2 separate regions of the Mus musculus genome follow, and region 2 is linked to region 1. The links are chromatin contacts, called in public capture Hi-C maps. All regions are on one chromosome and are shown on one strand. The core of a region is the stretch at or near the end of the contact, and the rest is flanking DNA. Distances in the headings are between cores, read along the strand shown.

The links. Capture Hi-C pulls out chosen DNA fragments and counts their contacts.
Region 2: a capture Hi-C map of macrophages shows a contact between it and region 1, with 4 times the contacts expected there. The contact joins the promoter of Clstn3 here to the promoter of Clec4a1 in region 1. A contact is called at or near these places in 1 of 39 promoter capture datasets (pre-B cells), 1 of 115 datasets of contacts at active chromatin or transcription factors (embryonic stem cells) and 1 of 9 other capture datasets (macrophages).

What each region holds. Positions count from the first base shown.
Region 1 is chr6:122,919,708-122,923,511 of GRCm38.p6, reverse strand. It overlaps Clec4a1 (C-type lectin domain family 4, member a1), which reads right to left and starts at 1,664. Exons shown (of 6, transcript NM_199311.2): 1 at 1,433-1,664. The coding sequence starts at 1,538.
Region 2 is chr6:124,462,747-124,466,268 of GRCm38.p6, reverse strand. It overlaps Clstn3 (calsyntenin 3), which reads left to right and starts at 1,485. Exons shown (of 18, transcript NM_153508.4): 1 at 1,485-1,848. The coding sequence starts at 1,785.

The DNA of each region.
Region 1 (3,804 bases), core at 415-2,914:
GGCCTCGAACTCAGAAATCCACTGCCTCTGCCTCCCGAGTTCTGGAATTAAAGGCGTGTGCCACCACACCCGGCACAATCACTTATTTCTGCTCTGTTATTTTCTGGACATTTTTCTGTCACCATATTTTCTTCTTTAATGTTCTTTATTATGGCTACATAGAACTTTGTTGTATATTGAAATAATCTCCCAAACTGCCTCTAGCATTACTGTGAAGCATGCAAAACTGACTAAGTCTGTATAAGCATACTTCCCATGTTTCTGATATGGTCTAATGTCATCTTTTTAGCTGTCTCTTGATTAGAAACCATTTTCTGAGTTGACAGAGACTGAGGGGGGAAGAGGCATAAAAGAAAGGGAGAAAGAAGAAGAGAGTAGTGGGGAGGAAGAGGCAAATGTCACAGCTGCTTTCACACTTGGTGAACTTAGATGTGTGGTGTGTATGTGTGTGTGAATGTATTTGTGTATGTATGTGTGAGTGCTGGTGTGTATGTGTGTTTGTTTATGTGGGTGTGGGTATGTGTGCATGTATGTGTGAATGCATGTATTGTGTATGCTGGTGTGTGTGTATGCTTCTGTGTGTGTGTATGCATTTGTGTGGAGATATATGAGTGTGTTGGTGTGTGGGTGAGTATGCATTTATGTATGTGTGCACATGTATATTCGTGTGTGTGTGCATTTGTGTGAGGAGTGTGTGTGTGTGTGTATGTGTGTGTGTGTGTGTGTGTGCGTGCGCGCACATGTGTGTAGAAATAGATATGTGCCATGAAAGCAGAAGGGAGGAATATTTCAGAAAGAGGAAGGGATGATCAAGAGAGCAAGGAGAGAGAATGGGATAGGGTTAGGGATGTACACAAGGGATAGTGATGTCTGTATAAAATGCCAAAATGAATCAAATGGTTGGCTTACACGCTAGCTAAAAATTAAATAAAATTCTCTCAGAAATAGTATAGACCCTAGTAACTCTAGCAATAGAACTTATACTCAGCAAGGATGAGGCCCTGCTTCCTGTCCCCAGTATGGGTGGAGAAAGGGACACTGAAACTCCCCTTCAAGATAAAACTATCCCCCAAATATCAATATCTGAAAGTTATGACATGCTGGTAAGTAAACAGAAAACAAAGTAATAGATAACATTATTTTCACAGGTAAAGTATCGTTTTACATACATAAAAAACATGCAGTAGAACTCAAACTTTCTCTAAAGACAGTATCCTGAACTCATTTCTTTGCCCAGTACAAGGCAAAGCCTTTCAAAGCTACTTGACAGACAGTTGAACCTGCTGAATTATCTCCTGTCTCACACCACAGCCTCTGAGACAGCCAGCACCAACATCCCGCAGGCCTTGTTCGTAAACACCTTCTTTCATTTCACCATTAGCTTAGAACACCAGAAAATGATTCACTGTTCTGGGGGTGCAGGAAGGTTTACCTGAAGACGAGTCTGAGACGGTACATGAAGACGAGTCTGAGATGAGGCCTGAGGAAACAGGTTGATTTTTGAAGTTCACGTCAGTATAAATGTTTGGTAATGCCATATTGAGAAGAGACCTGCTTTCTTCAGAGAACCTGTGTCAGTCTTAATACACTTAATATAAACGAGAAATAAACATGGTAAGGATTAATCCAGCATCCAGGATAAGGTGCAGAGACACTTAATGGGCAAGTACCTCTGAGAGTACAGCATGAAAATTTAAAACCACAGGGTGGAACTCTCTGGGCCACAGAGGGCTGATCCCCACAACCAGAAAAAAAAAAAAAAAAAAAAAAAAACAGAATTGCAAGCTTCAAACGCATTTGTCATGGATATGCAAACACTGTGGACACTGTGGCCTGAACAGGGAAGAGGAAGAAAAGTGGCAAGGAAAGGAAAAAGAGGAACCAGGCATTAGAGAAGTTTCCCCTGAAACCGGTGCTCTCAGCACTCCACAGCAGAGTTTGGGCATTTCCACACACAAACGTGATTTCTGCAACCAACATGAGCTAAAGCTGCCTATAGGGAGAAACAACATTCACTCTAGCCAAACAGCCGAGTTCTGACCTCTCCATTCTAAGAGGGTCCTTGACCTTGGCATCTTTCTGGCTCTTCAGAATGTGCACCACTGTAAGACAGGGCAGATTTCCAAAGTCTGCAACCTGTGTTCCTTCATCTTGGGAGTGAGGAGCTCCTAAAAACCAAGCCAAAGCCCTGGGATGGCTCTGGACTTTGTCTTCTGCTGTGTCGAGTTCCCACCTCTTCTAGCAGTTCTTCTGCTTTCTCCAGATTCCCTGGGAGACTCTGGAGGCTGGCAGACTGTGCCTGGCTGTCATCTACCATCTTCACTCATGCTATGTGCTGCTTTTTAGAGTGTGCGCGCACACACACACACTGCCCCGTATGCATGCTCCCTACACAGACCCTGAGATCATTTCTCCCGAGTGTCTCAAGTTTGTTCTATATCTTCTCAGGAACATGAGAAGCTCAAGGCACTGGGAGATTAAACCTTATGTGTCTTACCTACGGAGTCAACACAGTTCTTCACAACTCAGGAATAGGAGGATATGCTTTGTCAAGCTTGGCTGTGAAGCATGGATGCGCACACAATCACATACATGCCTGCAACGCACATACCACAGCATCGAGACGCTGTGGGCTGCAAGGAGCAGGCCCTCCTTCAGTAATGTGGCAAAGTTGCAATTGACAAGAGAAGCCACAGAAAAATTAGATACCTGAGGAGAAAAAGGCCAAATGCTAGGAAATCAGCAGCATTCTTAAAATAGCTGAAGGATCAGAAACAAACATTAGGTCATTTAAACTGAGTGCTGTGAAATAGTTTAAAAGATATCCACATAACTAGCTCAGAATAAACCAATGAACCATCCACCAATCCAAGGGAGGCCCAGCCCCAGGAGAACTCACCAGCAGCCACCCAAGAAGGCAGTGATGGATGGTGAGACACAAGGGGCCTGTGCAGGTACCTGGTGCCAATATGTAGAATTTCTCCAGAGAAAAAGAACCATCCTGGGACCCCACATTCAAGTGCCCAAAACTGTCAACCCAAAGTCACAGCTCTTACCACAAGGGAAGTAAGTAACAGTTTATTCTGGAGTCAAATATGAGTGACACTGATGTGGAGATACAGGGTCCTACTCTTCCCAATGCCGTGTTCTAGTGTGCTGCTGACATTCATAAAGTCTTTATAGTTGTGGAAGGAAGCAGAGGCAGTAATTGTCCCCAATGAGAGTAACTTGGAAGAAATGTAAGAACGTTGCAAAAGAATTCAAAAGTGAGTTCAAACAATTCAAAAGAATGATAATGATTATGCTCCCAAAAGTCAGCCTAGCATTAGAACGGCACTACCCATAAATCTCCCCCTTAATGGAGACATCTCTAGAGCAGGACATCCTCCCTGCCTCTGTGTCTCTGAAACAACATTCTTCCTGATAAGCTGCCAAACTCTCCAGATGCCTGTCCTTGAGACCTTAAAGAAATAACAAACTCAAAGGAGATTAGGGCCCCACATTTAAATCATGAAGGAAAGGTAATCAGAGAGCACAGACAGTTACAACCGGCCATAAAATTAGTCCCTGAACAGACACACATTAACCGCCCCCCCTTCCCGGCTTCAGTTCCATCCCACCAAATGATTACAGCCCTCCTCTCCCCTTTTCTGTGAACATTCAGGAGATTCCTAACTGTACTGTATATAAACCCAGTGTTTTCCAGACTCAGGCATCCCTTGCCAGCATTCACCCTGTGAGTGTGAGGCATGTGATCCGAGTTCAAACTTGAAACAAGAAGATTTTTGCAAATTGCAGCAGAGT
Region 2 (3,522 bases), core at 236-2,735, 1.5 Mb before region 1:
AAAATTGAAAAAAAAAAGTCTAAAGCCTAAAACCCCAAGAAATTCCAAGATTATAAGGCCTTGAATACATTTTTAAAATAAATTATTTAGAATATATATATATATATATATATAAAGAGATGCAGCCCCACTCTGCCCCGCTGCAGTGATGGGCTCTGGTCTGCTGTGTGTAGCCCTGGAGCGACTGAGACTTAACAAAGTCATTCCTGGCTTCAGCTTTTTCTGTGGAATGACCTTAGAGCTGTCTGTCATTCAGAACTTGAGCTTTCTGAGTGTCAGTCTTGGCCTCCGAGTCATTTCGGTCAGGTTTGGGAACCCCGAGGGACGGGCTTCCACTGGAGGCTGCTGTGGCAGGCAGTGTGTGGAGCAGCTGTGAGTTCTGGCTTTATTCTTAGACTGAGAGGAAGGGGAGGGAGGGGGCATTCAGAGGTGTGAGTTGGGAGTGAGGACCGCCACAGGAGACAGGAGCCACAGTACTAAAGGCCTGGACTCTAGGCCTTCACAGCTCTTCCCCTGCCCCCTTACCATTGGCTGAATATGGTTCTTAAACGGGTGTTCTTGGTCTTCTGGGGCATGTTTGGGGAGGCAGAGGAAATGACCATCAGTGAGGGATGAGTTCAAGGGAAGGCTGAAGATTTTATACTCTTTGATTTGGGACCCAGGGTTTCCCTCTCAGTTCCGAGTCCTGGATACCATCAGCCCTCAGCCAAGGCACATCCTAACGGCTTGGAGGATATTGAAATCATTGTGTACCATGTCTGCAGCTGCCCACTTGCCTCCCAAACTGACCAATGATGTGGGGCAGCTCGATCACAGTTTAAGGTGGGGAAATCAGGGACTGTAAGCAGTAAGAAAAGACGATCTCAGATGCAGATGAACTGCCCTTCCAGGAGCGTGTGTGGAAAGGGCTGCCGGGAGTCCTTCCTCTTCCTCACCTAGGGCTCTTGTCATAGGTTTTTTTTTTTGTTGTTGTTGTTGTTTTTTTTTTTTTTTGTCTGTCTATCTGTCCGTTAGGTTTTTCTGGCCCTCCGCTGTCGCCCACAGGGCCCTGAGTTGGAACTGAAATGCTAGAATTTCCTACTCGAGGTTTTGCCTCCAGGTTTCCAGAAAGCACGCAGCAGGGACTAGCTAATGGAATGGGCTGTGGAAAGAGGTTAATGCAGAATTGGGGGTGGGTGACGTGGATACTGCCTCTCTTGGCCACCCCCAAGGCTCTTGACGTCTCTGTCTCACCCTACCTCCTGCCTTTCGGCTAGGTCTTCTGATATCCTTCGTATCTTCTACCCACTCCATGGCTTTCCTGCTTCCTCTCTAGCCCCCGCAGTTCCTCTGCTCCCCCAAACTGCAGCCAGGGGAAAAAGCCCTAACACATTCTCCCGCCCCTGCTCCCCAGTCGCATTGGTTCCCTACCCCCCCTTGCAGCACCTGGTGCCCTCAGTCTTCTAATTGGCCAGCGGCCCCATCAATCCTTGCCTGGCTGTGCTGACGTCATCCTGCAGTAGCGGGGATGGGGTGGGAGTGAGAGAGAGATAGAGAGAGCAAGCGAGAGTGAGGACGCTGGGCTGGAGACTGAAGAGAGAAGCTACTGCAAGTCCCCCATCTCAGCCACCCAGCGGGTCTGAACACATCTGCTATATGGACTAGAGTGGTCGGCAGGCTCCTTTCCGATCTTGTCCCCCTGCCCTTCCCTCGTAGTCTCTGCATTTCTCCCCCAAGGTGGCATTAGCAGGCTTGAGGCTCCCAGGGGATAGGAACGCCTGGCCTGGCGTGCTTAGCACCGCACCATGACCCTCCTGCTGGTGTCCCTTTTGCTGGCCTCTCTGCTTCAAATCAGCTCTGGCAACAAAGGTGAGATAGACGGGGATGGGAGCCTCTGAACTGGGGCGTCAGGCTGAGCAATATGGGGGTAAGGAGGGAAGGGGATGTTCAGGCTCTCTGGTGTCCGAGACAGGTGTCCTTTCCTTTCTCACCACCCCCTTTCCATCCTTTTTTCAGACTGGCTCTCACTTCCAAGGGCCAGCTCCTCCTCGCTGGTCCATCTCTACATGTGCTTGCCTAACATCCTGCTTGTATATCTGTTCCCACCTGGGGTCTCTCTGCCCCCTCCCCCAACCCTTCCATGCTGGTAGATACCTCCTGTCTCAAAGGGACTTGCTCCCCGAGGGTGACATTCCCTCAGGTTCCGTTTCACTGGGTGTTCATGCATACTAAGGGTGTGTGGCAGATCCATCTGGCTGTCTTCATCCCTTCCTGGGGAGAAACTGTGTACCGCAGCTCAGTAATTCCGAGCACGTATGTATTTTCGTGTCTCTCTGCATCCATACCCTTCTGCCTGCATCCGCTGGGTTGTGGGTTACCACAGCTGCCCTCTCTGGCAGAGAGCAGATAAATTCAACTGGGTGAGACTGTCAGAGGGAAGGGGAGGTTGGGGCCAGGGGCCGAGGGTTCAGGTAGGTAGAGGGGACAGAGAAAGTCTGAAAAGGGAAGAAAAGGGTGTGTGTGGAGGGGTGCTCCAGGAAGGAGGTGAGAAGGGAATCTGAGGAGGGAAGGGGAGGTGAGGAGTGGGAATAAGAAGTGGATCAGAAAGGAGGAAGGTAGAGGCAGAAGGAGGAAAGGAGAGAAGTGGGGGAGGAGGAAATCAAGGAAGAGCCAGGAAGCAAAGAAGGGATGAAGAACGGATATAGGGCAGCAGGTAGACATAAGACAGGGGTAGGAAGGAGGGCTCATTTGGTAAGGGCATAAAGACAGGGTTGTAGGGTGCCTGGCTCGGCCCTTGGTACCCTCTGCTCTTCTGTCTGCTGTCTCCCATGTCTGGCTGGAGCTCCTACCTCAGGGTGGTCCTCCTGGCTCTCAGGCTTCTTCTCACTTCCTGCTCGGCCTCCCATACACCATCTCGAGGCCTTCATTAAGGGAGAGGGTTACGGTGGTCATCCCCACGAAATGGAGAGGCCTGCAGATACCAGGATGTTGGTTGGGCTGTGGTTATGGGAATGGACAGAAATCAAAATTTCTTGCTCATCATGAGACACTGGGGTGAGAGCCCTCTGGTGACTCAGTTTCTCTCTGATGATCTATCCTCCCCTCTCCATGTCTGCCTTTGGGAACATGGATGGGGGGCATAGTGGAGTTAGGTGGAGCAAGTGGTGGAGGTTGGTTCTAGGGATGTATGTTTTCCCTATGACATCTCGAGAGCTTGAAGGAAGTTGATCCTGGGGAAGAGACCCTCCTTGAGAGGAGTCTGGTAGGAGACAGTGTGATGTGGAATAGGCAAAATTAGGGTTCAGACAGGTCTGTGGGGGAGCACGGGGTGTGGAGATCCCGAGAGGACCTAGAATGTACCGGTTATGATTGTATTCTCTTGGGTGTGGGGATGGGAAGGGAGGGATTTGCTGTGTTTCTAGGCCAGCTCCATAATCCCTTAGGATGGGTCCAGGCACAGCGCTGATTTCTATCTTCTATCCCTTCCCCTCTGCCCCCTCCTGCTGTCCTATATAATTGCCTTCTTTCCTTTCTCCTTTTCTG